Linked DNA regions of Sus scrofa: region 1 is linked to region 2. Evidence: chromatin contacts called from public promoter capture Hi-C data. All regions are on one chromosome and are shown on one strand. Each heading gives the region's core, a stretch centred on a gene start, on an enhancer-like site or on the middle of the called end of the contact. The rest is flanking DNA. Distances are from core to core; before and after follow the strand shown. Region 1 holds the start of ZNF367 (zinc finger protein 367). Region 2 holds the start of CDC14B (dual specificity protein phosphatase CDC14B).

Region 1 (6,925 bases), core at 1,419-3,918, 240 kb after region 2:
ATACTGTTGATGAAAAGTAATTTTTAGAAGCAGAAAGTCAGTGTCCTGCTTCTGAATGATTCATCTTGCCCTCTGGGACATGTTACACAGTAACTATTGGTTGGTGCTTAATCTGTTGGATCTTGCTCAACTCTTAATTTGAGAGTCCCAGATGGATATATCACTTTTTTCCTTTTTGCTGTTTTTCAAGTATAAGTGATGGATGGACTATATTTCCCTTCCAATGGATTCAGAAGTATATGGTACAGTCATTTGGTATGAAATTTTAAAAACAAGATGAGTGTTTACTAAATTAAGTAAAATGAGAGATGAACTTTGAATTTTCTGCATCAACTATTTATTTAAATATCAATTTGGTTCTGATATTTTCTGAAACCTGAAAGTTTTGGAATATGAGAAACAGGTCTCAGAAATGTGGGGGGGGGTTCCCATTTTTCAGCCACTTCCTCGTTTTCTTCAGTGGACTCGAAGGAGTATAATCCATAGGCAGTTTTCAGAGCCAACTTTATTTATTTATTTTGCTTTTTAGGGCCGCACCCGCGGAGGTTCCCGGGCTAGGGGTCAAGCCACAGCAACGCAGCATCCGAGCTGTATCTGCGACCTATACCACAGCTCACAGCAACTCCAGATCCTTAACTCACTGAGAGAGGTCAGAGATCAAATCCGCAACCACATGCTTCCTAGTTGGATTCGTTTCCACTGCACCACACAGGAACTCCTCAGAGCCAGCTTTAACAGAGGATTTTTATCAAGTTATGTGACCCTGGGCAAATCTCCAATTTCCTCACCTATAAAGTGGAAATAAGTAGTATCTACCTCACTGAACTGTTGACAGCAGTAGAAGCTAAGTGAAGTGTCCATCCATATTATTGTTGGATATACACTATTATAGTAGATATATGCTATTATTATAGTAGGTTTCCAGGAAATGGTAGCTGCATACTACTTCGTTTGTTGAAAAGATATTTTTCACTCTGTTCAAAGTTTAAAAGATGCAAAGAGTTATATGTTGTACCTTTTGGAATCTTTCCACCCTGTTTCCTAGCCACATAATTCCCCTCCCTGGGATCAACTTGTTACAATTCTTGTGTATCTTGCTAGAGATATTTTGTACACATAAAAACAAAAATGTGTATTTGTTTTTCTCCACTTTTTTTTTTTTTTTTGCCACGCCCCTGGCATGTGGAAGTTCCTGAGCCAGGGATCTCACCGGTGCCACAGCAGCGTCCCAAGCCGCTGCAGTGACAACGCGGGATCCTTAACCCCCTGCGCCACAAGAGAATTCCTTTCCATCTTTTTTTTTTTAACGTGAAAAAAAGCACACTTGTTTATACAAGTTAAGTTTGTTTTTAAACAGTTGTGGCATAGCTGAGTGTGTGTATTTGATAAAGAGGGGGAAGGGAGAGAGGGGTAGAGAGGAAGGGGGAAAGGGGAGAGCGAGAGAGAAATATTCTGCTCTTAATCACCAATTCTAACACTTAAATACTGGATATTCATTGACTTATTCAACAAATATTTATTGAAGGCCTGCCATGTGTCAGACTAGGCCCTGGCAATACAGTAAAAAACAAGGCACAGTCACTTCTTTCACATTTCTAGTGAATGTGAGGCTGGGCATGCCATTTGCCCCATCGTCTGCTGTGCTGTGCTTCCGAGCCCCACGCTGGCCCTCGGTGGGTGACTGTCAGAGCTGGATTCGCCGGCTTGTTCAAGGTCCTTTCAATGTGGGGTGAGGTCCTCCGGGCACTCACATCTCCACGCCCTTGCAGATTCGGGGATGAAGGTGCGCCCCAGACTGGGTGAGGAACCACGGCGCGGGGACGGGGAGTCCTCGGGGTCTTTCGGGTATCTGTGCCGGGGGTGACCACGGACACACACACACACGCCTGCGTTCGTGTCCCCTCTGAGCGGCGAGCAGCACTCGGGGACCTCAGAGACGACTTCCCTAACTACCCCATTTTGCACAGTTGGGAAACCGAGGTCCGGGAAGCCGAAGGCTGGGACCGATGACCGCTTCAGCCTCGGGGCGAATCGAGGGTGCGGAGAGGGTCAATTCACAGCGAGCCCAAGAGCTGGGCAGACGGGAGCCATTAAGAAAGTCGGCACCTCTGGGTGTCCACTAGAAATTGCAGGAGGAAGGCCTCGATGCCCCAGAAGCGGGTGGCGGGAGCCGGGGGCGGGGCGGGCTGCCTGGGCCCCAGCCCTTTAAATTCCCAGCCGCGCGGGAACCGCTGACCAACAGCCACCAGCGGGTGGGGCCGGTGAACGCGCGCCCCTGCGGGCCAACGACCGCCCCTGTCTCCGCCCCTCGCCGACACCTCTCCAATCGGCAACACTCCTGACGCCCGCCCCCGCCCATGGCCCCGCACCTCCCACCTCGACGACCCGCTCCGAGGACTGGCGGGGCGGGACCCTGGAGGGTGTGTCCTGGCAAGTTCAGACGTCGCGCGCTCCCGCGGAGCTTCGAACGCTTGTTGGCCCTTTTGGCAGAAAAAAAATACAAGAGCGGCGACCAATGGCGTGGCAGAAAGGACCCGCGCACAGATCCGGCTCCACCCCGCTCTGGCTGGAAAGGGGTCCAGGCCCGGCCATTGGCTCGAGCGACCTGTCACTCTCCGCCGCGACCAGCGGGCAGAGGCTTCGCGGTGATTGGCCCCGCCCAGGCGCGAAATGTAACGCGGGAAAAACTGGAGCAGGGACCCCGGCGGCAGGTTGTTATTTTCGGGGGCTCAGCGCCTCGCGTCCTGCTTTCCTGTCATCGCAACGCGGGCCGCCTGCTGCTTCCCGCGGCTGCAGCCTGCGTTGGGGTACGAAGAGCGGAGGACCGGCCTGACCCAGGGTTGGGGTCCAGCTCCGGCCGCCTGGTGCCAACCGAGCCGTTCCGCTCTTTCGTTGGCCGCGGCGCAGGAAGGTTCCAGGAAACGTCCGCCTGCCATGAGCCGGCGGGACTGAGAGCCGGCAACTCGGAGCAGCGCGGGCTAGCGGAGCGAAGGGCCAGACCCGAGCTCAGGGAGTGTGGCCCACGGCCGCTGGGGCTGCGGATCCGGGTCGGGCAATGATCCGGGGTGTGGAGGCGCCAATGGCGGACAACCCGCCGCAGCCGCCGCCCGTCATCTTCTGCCAGGACTCCCCGAAGCGGGTGCTGGTGTCGGTCATTAGGACGACCCCGATCAAGCCCACATGCGGCGGCGGAGGGGAGCCGGAGCCGCCGCCGCCTCTCATCCCCACCAGCCCTGGCTTCAGCGACTTCATGGTGTACCCGTGGCGCTGGGGTGAGAACGCGCACAACGTGACGCTCAGCCCCGGGGCTGCCGGGGGCGCCGCCTCGGCTGCCCTGCCTGCGGTCGCCGAGCACTCGGGGCTTCGGGGCCGGGGCGCGCCCCTGCCCACCCCCTCGGCCGCCGCCGCCTCGGGAGGTGAGGACGAGGAGGAAGCGAGCAGCCCGGACAGTGGCCACCTCAAGGTAAGCGGCACCGGCTGGCGGGGCGCGGGGCGGCGAGGGCCCGTTAACGGCGCGGCCGGACAGCCGGCAGCGCCCGCGGACTCGGCGGGTGGGGCGGGGCCGAGTTTAAAACGCGAGGTTGCTCCGCGGCGGCGGGGCGGGGGCGGGTGACAGGACGCTGACGTCACTGCCGCGCGCCAAAAAATTGCTCCTGGGGGCGGGGCTTCAGTCACATGACACCGGCCAGAGGGGGTGGGGAGGCCCAGTAGACCCGAAGCCACTGGTCCGCTGGTGCACTGGGTTGGCGCGCGGCCTGGGGTCGCGGAGTAACGCGGCCAAGTGGCTCTGCCAGTAGTACGGCAGTCCGCTTGGTCCGCTCTGGCGGAAGTGGGAGAGAAGGGCCGCGGGCCTTGAACTGTTCCTCTGGGTGAGGGAAGGGACAGGTTGCCCAGTTTCTGCTTCATCACCGCAGATACCCCGACCCTGCTAAAGATGCTTTGCTGAGATGGCCGAAGAAAAAGAGGGGATTTAGGGGATTCCTCCCCAGCGGGAATTGAGCCCTCGCTGTGTTGTTTCATGCATCCAGCGTACAACTTTGCTAGGTTCTGAGAGCACGCAGTGGAATGGGACGCTGTTGTCACAGACCTGGAATTGCTCGAAATCTTACCGGTTTAGAGCTGGGAAGGATGTGACTACCTGGTACAAACCTACAGTTAAGAAATCGGGCAACTGAGGCTTAGAGGGATTGGTGAAGGGAGCTCCCCAAGGTACACAGCTAGATAGAGTGAGTGCTGGGATTATAGTGGAAGTTTTGTGACTCCTAGACCTGAGCGTGTTTTGGGAGAGTCTGTCTGCTGACATATACTTACCTCTATAGGCTGTAAGCTCAGGGAGTGCCGGGTTTATTTCTTTCTGGTGGACTTACTCGACTTTAATACCTTGCACTCTGTAAATGCTCAATAAATGTGCTCACTTAAGTATTTGTGTAATGAATGCTGCTAATATAAGGTTAATATTCAGGCTCAAATTGTTAAATGGCTGTATAAGATGAGCAGTTTGCTAAAGGTGAAAAACAAGTCATCTTGGAATAAGTACATCTATATACTGTATAAATTGAAACAAGTTAGGTTATCATTTTACACGCAAGAGCAAAGATGTTGAAACTCTGTTTGGAGCCCAGAGGAAATTGAGACACTTTGTTACTAATGTCATTGTTATTGAAGAAACAGAAAATTATAAAACCATGTGCCTGACACACTTCAACGCTGAAGCTGCACTTCAGTAAAAATTTGAAAGCACAAGCGTTAGAAATACTCATAATAGCGCTGTTTGTAAACACATTGTGCCTTCTCTAGGCAGTCCTTAGTGAGATGGCTGAGTATCCTAGATATTTTGTGTGTGTGTGTTAACGTATTTACATATTTAGTACTTAAAAAACCCCAACATAGTTGGCTATATAGTTGAGAGAATCTAAAATACATACATGCACAAATACTTGTGGAAGATTTTGCATCTATTATTCTTAATCATAACTGAATCTAATTTTGGGTTATCGAAGAAAATTAATGTTTCCACAGATAAGTGAACTCTATAGGTGTGTGTTTTTGTTTTTGGCCTGAAACAGGCTTATCGTCATACAAACCTTTTATAAAAGTTGCTTAATAATGCATGGATTTGAATTTTACTTCCACTTGGTCTACCTCTTTTCAGAGGTAAAACATACCTCAGATTCTGAAGAACATGTAAAAATGAAAAGGCTTTTATATATTTCACTTTTTTCCCCTCCCCACAGTCATTCATACTGTAACTGTTTCATGTTATTACATGGAATGATTTTAACTTGTCCTTTTATCCATGAGGCAGTCCAAGTACAGCTCCAAAAATTCATTCATTTAGCTTCTCCAGCTTGAGGGGGAAAGATCTGGAATATACCTTCATTTCAGGAAGTTTCCTAGTTTGATCTGTGATCCGTATATTCCAGACTGCAGATAGGGAGTTTCAGTAATTTGTTTTGCTTCTCTAAGGTGCTTGCAGTTCTCTATCTCCTTAAGCTTCATAGGCGAATCATGCTGATTGAGTCTGCTCACGTTTTAGGAAGAGGGGAGACACATTTGTAAAATAGATGCTGCCAGTAACATGCGTCCTTAACCCCCATCTCACTCCCTTCTCTAACCTGGGTTAAAGGCAATAGCTGTGGATTTGAAAACAACATTTTCATTCATTTACTCTCTATTTGTTCCCACTGCTCCCAAAGGAGGCGTTAACATTTAAGTCCTGCACACTTGGTGTCAGCTCTTGCATGTTTTCTTGTTGTTCTGGCCCAACACTGCCTCCCCTGCCTGAGGCAAGAACATCCATCATCTACCAACTTGTTTTGGCCCCTCATCAAAAGATTGTTTAGTAGTATTGGGATAATTGGGATGTAATTCTATATATTAGCACTATCTCTTCAAATTCTGGAAGGGAAGAGAGCAGGTCTCTTTTCCCTCTGCCATAAGATAGTCCAGGCCTCCACATCTTGTGCCTTTGTGCCCTCTACTCAGACTGCATATATGAGATTACTTCACTCTGGAGCCAGTGTGGCTTGGCTTCTCTGCATATCCTCAGGTACCATTCACCCTTCAGGACCTGCCAGCTGCCTTTTCCCCTTTCGATGACTGAACACTTTTCGATATATAGGCTGCACATAGCCTTACAAATAGCTGATTAGTACAGAGCAGTTTTTGATCACCACCGTGTTTAAACATAACATCATGTTAACATGTTATATGAACGTAGTGGCCATCATTTATTATTTATTTCTTTGCAGAGCAAACTACCAGGCTCTGTAGGGTTGAGAGTTCTGAATTCTTTAATTTACCTTGTTTCTGAATTCTTTAATTGTGAATAATACTACCATATACTGGTAAGGCTTCACTAAGTGCATTCTTAGTGAGGGTTCTGAATTCTTTAATTTACCTTGTTTCCCTGATGAAAAAGGATGACTTAGAGTCTCCAAGATTAAGTTTAGGAGGCATCATATGATAAGTAGCGGAACTGATTGGAACCTTTAGAGCCCTTGCTCTTGATCTGCATATACATAATTGCTTCTGAGTATATCATGTGTGAGTTGCCTTGAGTGGTTTATTATTTTTTAAATATTAAGAAGACGCAAGTAGACTTATGAAATAGACGCATAACCACCTATATCTCAATTGAGATGCTTTGTGGGAGTACGCACAGTATAATAGACAGATGCAAATTAAGACTTGGAAAGTTGTTCGGAGAGGTCAAGGTGGGGAACAGAGTTAGGAAGCAGCTATGTGAGCTGTAGGAAATTAGGATCTAAACCTGAGTTAAAAAGGGAAATAAGATCATTTACTTTTTTTTTTGTCAAGGTGCCTCCCTCTGAGATCTATTTTTCTTTTCCCTCTAGGTTGTGTTTGTACACTTTATTTGAATTTTATTGCATAAAAAATGTGTCAAGGATTTTTCTTTTTTTTT
Region 2 (6,237 bases), core at 1,399-3,898:
CTTGGCACTTTGTTCTTAGTCTGACATTTAGATAAGTTGCTCTCAAATAAATAAAAAGTCATAGGGTACTTGAATTTCTTTCTTTTCTTTCTCTTTCCTTCCTTCCTTCTTTCTTTGTCTTTCAGGGCCGCACCTGAAGCATATGGAGGGTCCCAGGCTAGGGGTCCAACTGGAGGGAGCTACAGCCGCTGGCCTACGCCAGAGCCACAGCAACGTGGGATCTGAGATGCCTCTGCAACCTACACCACTGCTCACAGCAAGGAGGGATCCTCAATCCACTGAGCGAGGTCAGGGATCGAACCCGAGTCCTTATGGATGCCAGTTGGGTTCGCTAACTGCTGAGCCACGACAGGAACTCCCTTTCTTTGGGGGGGGGGTACTTTAATTTCTTTACTCTAGGGAGACAACTCTCATGTAATATCTATTTAAAACAAGACCTTAGAGTTCCAGTTGTGGCTCAGCAGAAATGAAACTGACTAGTATCCACGAGTACGCAGGTTTGATCCTTGGCCTCGCTCAGTGGGTTAAGGATCATGTGTCTCCATGAGCTGTCGGGTAGGTCGCAGACCTGGCTTGGATGTGGCGATGCTGTGGCTGTGGTGAAGGTTAGCCGCTATAGCTCTGATCCAACCCCTAGCCTGGGAACCTCCGTATGCCTCAGGTGCAGCCCTAAAAAAACAAAAACAAACAAACAAACAAAAAAAGACCTTCTCAATGTTAACTAGACTTATTGTGATCATTTTAAAATATACACAGATATGAAATCATTAGGTTGGCCACTTGAAATTTAACATAATGTTATATGTCAATTATACCTCAATATGACAAAACAAAAAACCAAGACCTACTCTTATAAAATCCCAGGTAGCCTGGAAAATGGCTCCTGAGCCTCTAGGTCAGTGTGAAAGGCCTCCTCTTCTTGTTGAGAACAGAGGAAGACCTGGTATGGGTAGGTTTCTGCTGACCTGGACTCATTTGCAGAGCACTTCCCAAGTCTCTTGCTTTTTTTTGTTGCTCTTATGGATAACCTGAAGACTTTTTTTTTTTTTTTTTTTTGGATTTAATTTAAGGCCTTCATTGATTTCCTTATGGAAAAAGGGAAGAATGAAATGAGGACCTAGCTTCCGGTCTAAAAGTCAGAGCCCCAGTTCCAGACTGTTCAAATGCCTCCCTCAGGCAGAGCCCTCTTTTCTCCAGCCTCCATTCCTCAATTAGCAGTGCTTAAGGTAAAGGCCTTCAACAATAAAAGTCAAATAGCCCCTCCGGGAGGTACTCCATCAAAATCTGCATTTCTGAAAGGCTTCCCAGGAGACTGATTCAAATTCTTCCTTCTAGAGGCTGGCTGTAATTGTGGAAAGTGCTGGTGAAAATTGGGACTAGGTGGCTAGAAGTAGAATTTTGGGGTCTAAAATCTAGATACTGCCCACCGGTCTTCTGACACTTTTCTATGCCGCCACGGATATTTGTTCGAAGCAAAGACCCTTCAAAATGTTAGTCTTGGTTAAATTCTAGAAAGATCTGTCATTATTTTAACTCAGTAGGAAAAAGAAAAAAAAAAAAAAAAAGGAGATTGATTACTTGTTTCAATACTTCACCGACTGGACCTGTCAATACCTTAGGTAAGAAAAACATAGCAACTGGTGTATGAAACTACTGAGTCAATCCCGGTACAGGATTCCAAGATGACGAACTTCGAAGTGCAAACCATTGTAGTATATCGTGTTTCTATGGTAGTTTTATCGACTCCTTAAGAAGCTCTTGCTTGGACTATTTGAATCCTGGGCATAGGTCACTAAAAAGAGCGTAGCTGATTTAAATAGTTCCTAAATTCTGAAATCAACTCCACCTTAAGTCTACATAACAGCGGACAATTCACTAAGTCCATTCTCTTTTCCAAGCCAGCCGCCATGGCACGAGCCCCTTTGACTTGGAGCGATACAGACGGAAAACCAAGAAATACCTTAAAAAAATATACACGCCAAAGAACCGCAGTTAAGTTACTAGGGTAGAGGCTGTGTAAAGCGTTGATGACTCACTAAAGGAAGTTTGAAACTGGGGTCTTGGCATTCTGGGAACATAGAAGAAACAGAAGTTAGAGGGCTTGCGGAGGGTCGCGAGTGCACTTTTATCTTTGATTGGCGGAACCACTCAGACTTTTCTTTATGGCGTCACCGGCTACCTGCCTGTAGAAAAGCTCCGTCTCCGTGACGTCACGACTCACTGACCAATGAAAGGACTCAGTCTGCGGGCCCCGAGGAGGGTTGTGGGCCCTTTTTTGTGAATGAAGCTCCACGGAACAGCCCTCCTGGGGTCCCTGGGAGCCGCGGCCCGCTGTGCTCGGGCGCCTCGGCAGCAGCGTCTGCAGCTGCGGTGGGCGCGCGCGGTTACCCCGGGCAGCCCCTGGCGCCGGCCGCAGCACCGTCGCCTCCGCCGCGCCAGCGGGCAGCGGGCACCTGGGGGCGGGCTGGGGGGCGCCCGCAGCAGCAGCAGCAGGAGGCGCTATACCAAGGGCTGCGGCGCCGGTCCCGCGGCGGCCGCAGGAGGGAGCGGGGCAGGCGCGGTGGGCCCGGCCCCTCCTCCGGCTCCTGCGCGGCCACCCGCGCCGGGCTCCGCCGTCGCCGCAGCGCCCCTCCGCGCCCGCCGCCCCGAGCGCCCGCGCGCGGGGCTGGCGGGGGCTTTGGCGGGCTAGCGGGCGCGCGGGGCCATGGTCGTGGTCCCCTGACGGGCCGCGGCCGCCTCCATGAAGCGGAAGAGCGAGCGGCGGCCGAGCTGGGCCGCCGCGCCCCCTTGCTCGCGGCGGTGTTCGTCGTCCTCGCAGGGAGTGAAGAAGAGCCGCAGCTCCACGTCGCAGGAACTGCACAACCTGGACCAACGGGACGACCTGTACCTGGACATCACCGGTGAGCCAGCGAGCGAGCGAGCGCACGGTGGGCCGCCTCGGACACGCGGCACCCGGCGCGGGGGTCCTAGCCCACCCACCCAGGCGGTATAGGCGCCTCCTGGGGCCCGACTGACACGCCTCCACCCCCCACCCCATAAAAGCCCCAGCCGGCCACACCCCCTTCAGGAGCCGGGCTCTCTGGGAGCGCCCGCCTACCCCGAGTTTCCATCTGCGTTTGCTGCGATCTGTAACTTTATCCGTTTTGCACCCTCCTACCCCAGCCAAGATGGCCCGAGGGTCACCTTTCTAAATGGCTGGCGTCAGCTCGGCGCCTCCGGCTTTTCCTAAATCCAAGTTGATAACGCCTCCCAGGTTGGAAGGTCGGTTGGCCCTTAACAAGAGTCTGAACCTCCGAGTCACTCCCAAAGGATTCCCCGAGCGCGCTGAACTCGCCTGCACGGGAGCTGCCTTGTTTATTTGGCGTTTGCCAAGCCTCCGCTGCTCTGTGGGAAATGGAGTCCCTCCCGCCTGGGGCGGCGTTCCCCGGCCCGGCCGGGGAGCCTGATCCTTGCCCTGGTCCTCAAGGCACTTGCCCCCTCCCCAGTGCGCGCACGAGCACTGCCCAGACCCTCCTGGGGAAAATTCCCTTGCCTTGCTTCTGGAAGGAATGTGTCACGTTGATGGCTTTTGAATCGGTCAGCGTGCCGAATGCTCAGAGTTGTCACTTTTGAGAAATAGCAGGTAGAAAAGCAGCCGTTTGATAGATGCCTTATTATTAGTGCTGATTGTACAATTCCTGAAAATGTAATAAATCCAGTTTGGGAGCTGTGGGGTTTGCCAGGATTGACACTGAGGACTGTGAAGGCATTAAATATGAGGATGTATGTGGTAAGGCTTTGTAAACAGCACAGCTGTCTACAATTTTGAGGGATTTTGCAGTCTGTTTTCGTGTGGCGCGGAATGTGGAAACCTCGGTGTGTGGGATTTTTATAAACTGTTTCCCGCCCTTAGCCTTTGCTAAAACCAGGTGAGCTGGAGCGGTCAGGACATTAATTTAGAAAGTGTTCAAACACAGAATTTTAGTAGAAATTATTTTCTAAGTGGATGGACAGTGGGACACAGAAGGTCCATTTTGCAGAAAGCTGAGAGTAGAGTGGAAGGTGCCTCGGCGTTGAGTGGATGGCCCTTGGGAACCGAGGAGGGAGGCAAGAAGGCCTTAAATACGTGTCTCTGGGGGCACCTGCCCGGGTGTCCCGTAGCGCCTGGCGCCGTGGTAGCTGAAGCCGGCTTGCTGAGGCTGAGACCAGGTCCCGCCACGTGTGTGCTCCCTGGGAGATGGCCCCACACAGTCGGGATGCTTTTGTTATTTATACCGTTTTGAAGGACCGTGTTTAATAGCATTCAGTCTTAGGGGTAGCAACACACTGCCTTGGTATAGAATTCTTAATTCCGAAGTTAAACAGGCATATTATACATAAGTTGTTCTCAGCCACTGGATATTTTCCCCCAGAGGCAACTTATGTTCCTAGTTTCTTGTGAATCTTCCCAGAAATAGACTGCATATACATTCAGTACTGTCCCCAAGTACAGTGGCATACAACATGTTTTGCATGTTGTTTTTTCTTTTTTCTGTTGTTGTTGTTGTCTTTTTGCCATTTCTTGGCCCACTCCTGGGGCATATGGAGGTTCCCAGGCTAGAGGTTGAATCGGAGCTGTAGCCACCGGCCTACTCCAGAGCCACAGCAACATGGGATCCGAGCCGCGTCTGCAACCTACACCACAGCTCACGGCAACGCCGGATCGTTAACCCACTGAGCAAGGTCAGGGATCAAACCCGCAACCTCATGGTTCCTAGTCGGACTCATTAACCACTGAGCCACGACGGGAACTCCTGCATGTTGTGTTTTCTTCATGGTATTTTCTATTAGTACATGCAGAACTGCCTCATTTGGCTTTCCTTACTGCTTAGGCTAAAACAGATATGGTTTTATTTTATTTGTTTATTTATTTTTTGCTCTTTAGGGTCACATCTGTGGCATCTGGAAGTTCCCAGGCTAGGAGTCCAATCCGAGCTGCAGGTGCTGGCCTACACCCCAGCCATAGCAATGAAGGATCAGAGTCACATCTGTGACCTGCACCACAGCTTGCGGCAACGCCAGATCCACTGAGCAAACCCAGGGATTGAAGCTGCATCCTCATGGATGTTTCCGATGAGCCACAAGGGGTACTCCCTAGATACGGTTTTATTTATTTATTTCTTTTTACTTCTTTATTTTTCTAGATATGGTTTTAAAGCATAAAACCATAAAATGGTATTTGTGGATTTAAATGTATATACATGTTTTATGACTTGTTTAGACAGTTGTCTCCCGTCAAAAAGGAAGTTTCTGACAGTAAAGTCACTGGACTGATCTTCCTTCTCCTTCAAGGAGAAAAAAATGTAATGTGGCTGGCTTTCCTGAGGCAGTGATCAGTGAGTTAACTTCAGAAAATATCACCAAGCAGAACAGTGAGGCAAGAGTTGGTGCATTATATAAAATCAAAATACAATATTTAGATTAGAAGCGCAGATAATGGGAGAGTCCAGCCTCACTGTAAGATCACTGCAGGGATGTAACTTCTCCATGTACCCCTTTATCACTGTCTTGACTTCCTTGGAGAAATGATACTAAATTGGAGTTCTCACTGTGGCCCAGCAGGTTGGGGATCTGGTGTTTTTGCTGAGGCCCTGAGGGCTCACTCCCCAGCTGGTGCAGTGGATTATGTAAGGATCCAGAGTTGCTCAGATTCTATGCATATGGCTAGGGTGTGGCGGGTGTGGCTGGAAAAGAAAAAAAGAGATAAAAAAGAAGAAAAAAAATTGTTTAAAAAATGATACTAAGCCAGTTTGTTTTGGTGTGATATACATGACAAAGTAATTTTGGATGCAGGATGGAGATTATTTTATATTGGATTTGTAGGGAAGGCGTGAGGCCTCACCCTCAGCAAATGGCACCCTGGTCTGTGGTTTCCAACTCATTTTCCCCTCAGGCATTGTTTTCTAAAAGCAGTGTGTGCACAATTTTAAAGTGAAACATTAACCAAAAGAGATACATAGATGTAGTTAATTTTCCTCCCTGGTAATATTTTCTTTCCCTTCCTAGTTTTCTATTCCTGTTCAAGTGTGTACAAATTGTACCATGCCAGCAGGAACAGGCCTCTTTTTAATGGCTGCATGTTGTGGCCTCGTCTGGCTTCACGGTGATTTATCTAATGATAATAACTAAATGGTACTTTGGGGATTTTCCAGTCCCTGTTGCAAAAGGCTGTAGTAGCATCCGTGTACATCTGCATCTGCATGTGTGATTGTGTCTGTA

Evidence for each region. Promoter capture Hi-C pulls out the DNA fragments that hold promoters and counts their contacts.
Region 1: a promoter capture Hi-C map of fetal liver shows a contact between it and region 2, with 2.9 times the contacts expected there. The contact joins the promoter of ZNF367 here to the promoter of CDC14B in region 2. A contact is called at or near these places in 2 of 5 promoter capture datasets (fetal liver and fetal skeletal muscle), 4 of 47 Hi-C or Micro-C datasets (embryonic fibroblasts, fetal heart ventricle, heart right ventricle and 1 more) and 1 of 2 datasets of contacts at active chromatin or transcription factors (skeletal muscle).

The regions. Positions count from the first base shown.
Region 1 is chr10:25,705,043-25,711,967 of Sscrofa11.1, forward strand. ZNF367 (zinc finger protein 367) reads left to right here and starts at 2,669. Exons shown (of 5, transcript XM_021064593.1): 1 at 2,669-3,463. The coding sequence starts at 3,056.
Region 2 is chr10:25,469,328-25,475,564 of Sscrofa11.1, forward strand. It overlaps CDC14B (dual specificity protein phosphatase CDC14B), which reads left to right and starts at 2,649. Exons shown (of 15, transcript XM_021064578.1): 1 at 2,649-2,900. The coding sequence starts at 2,741.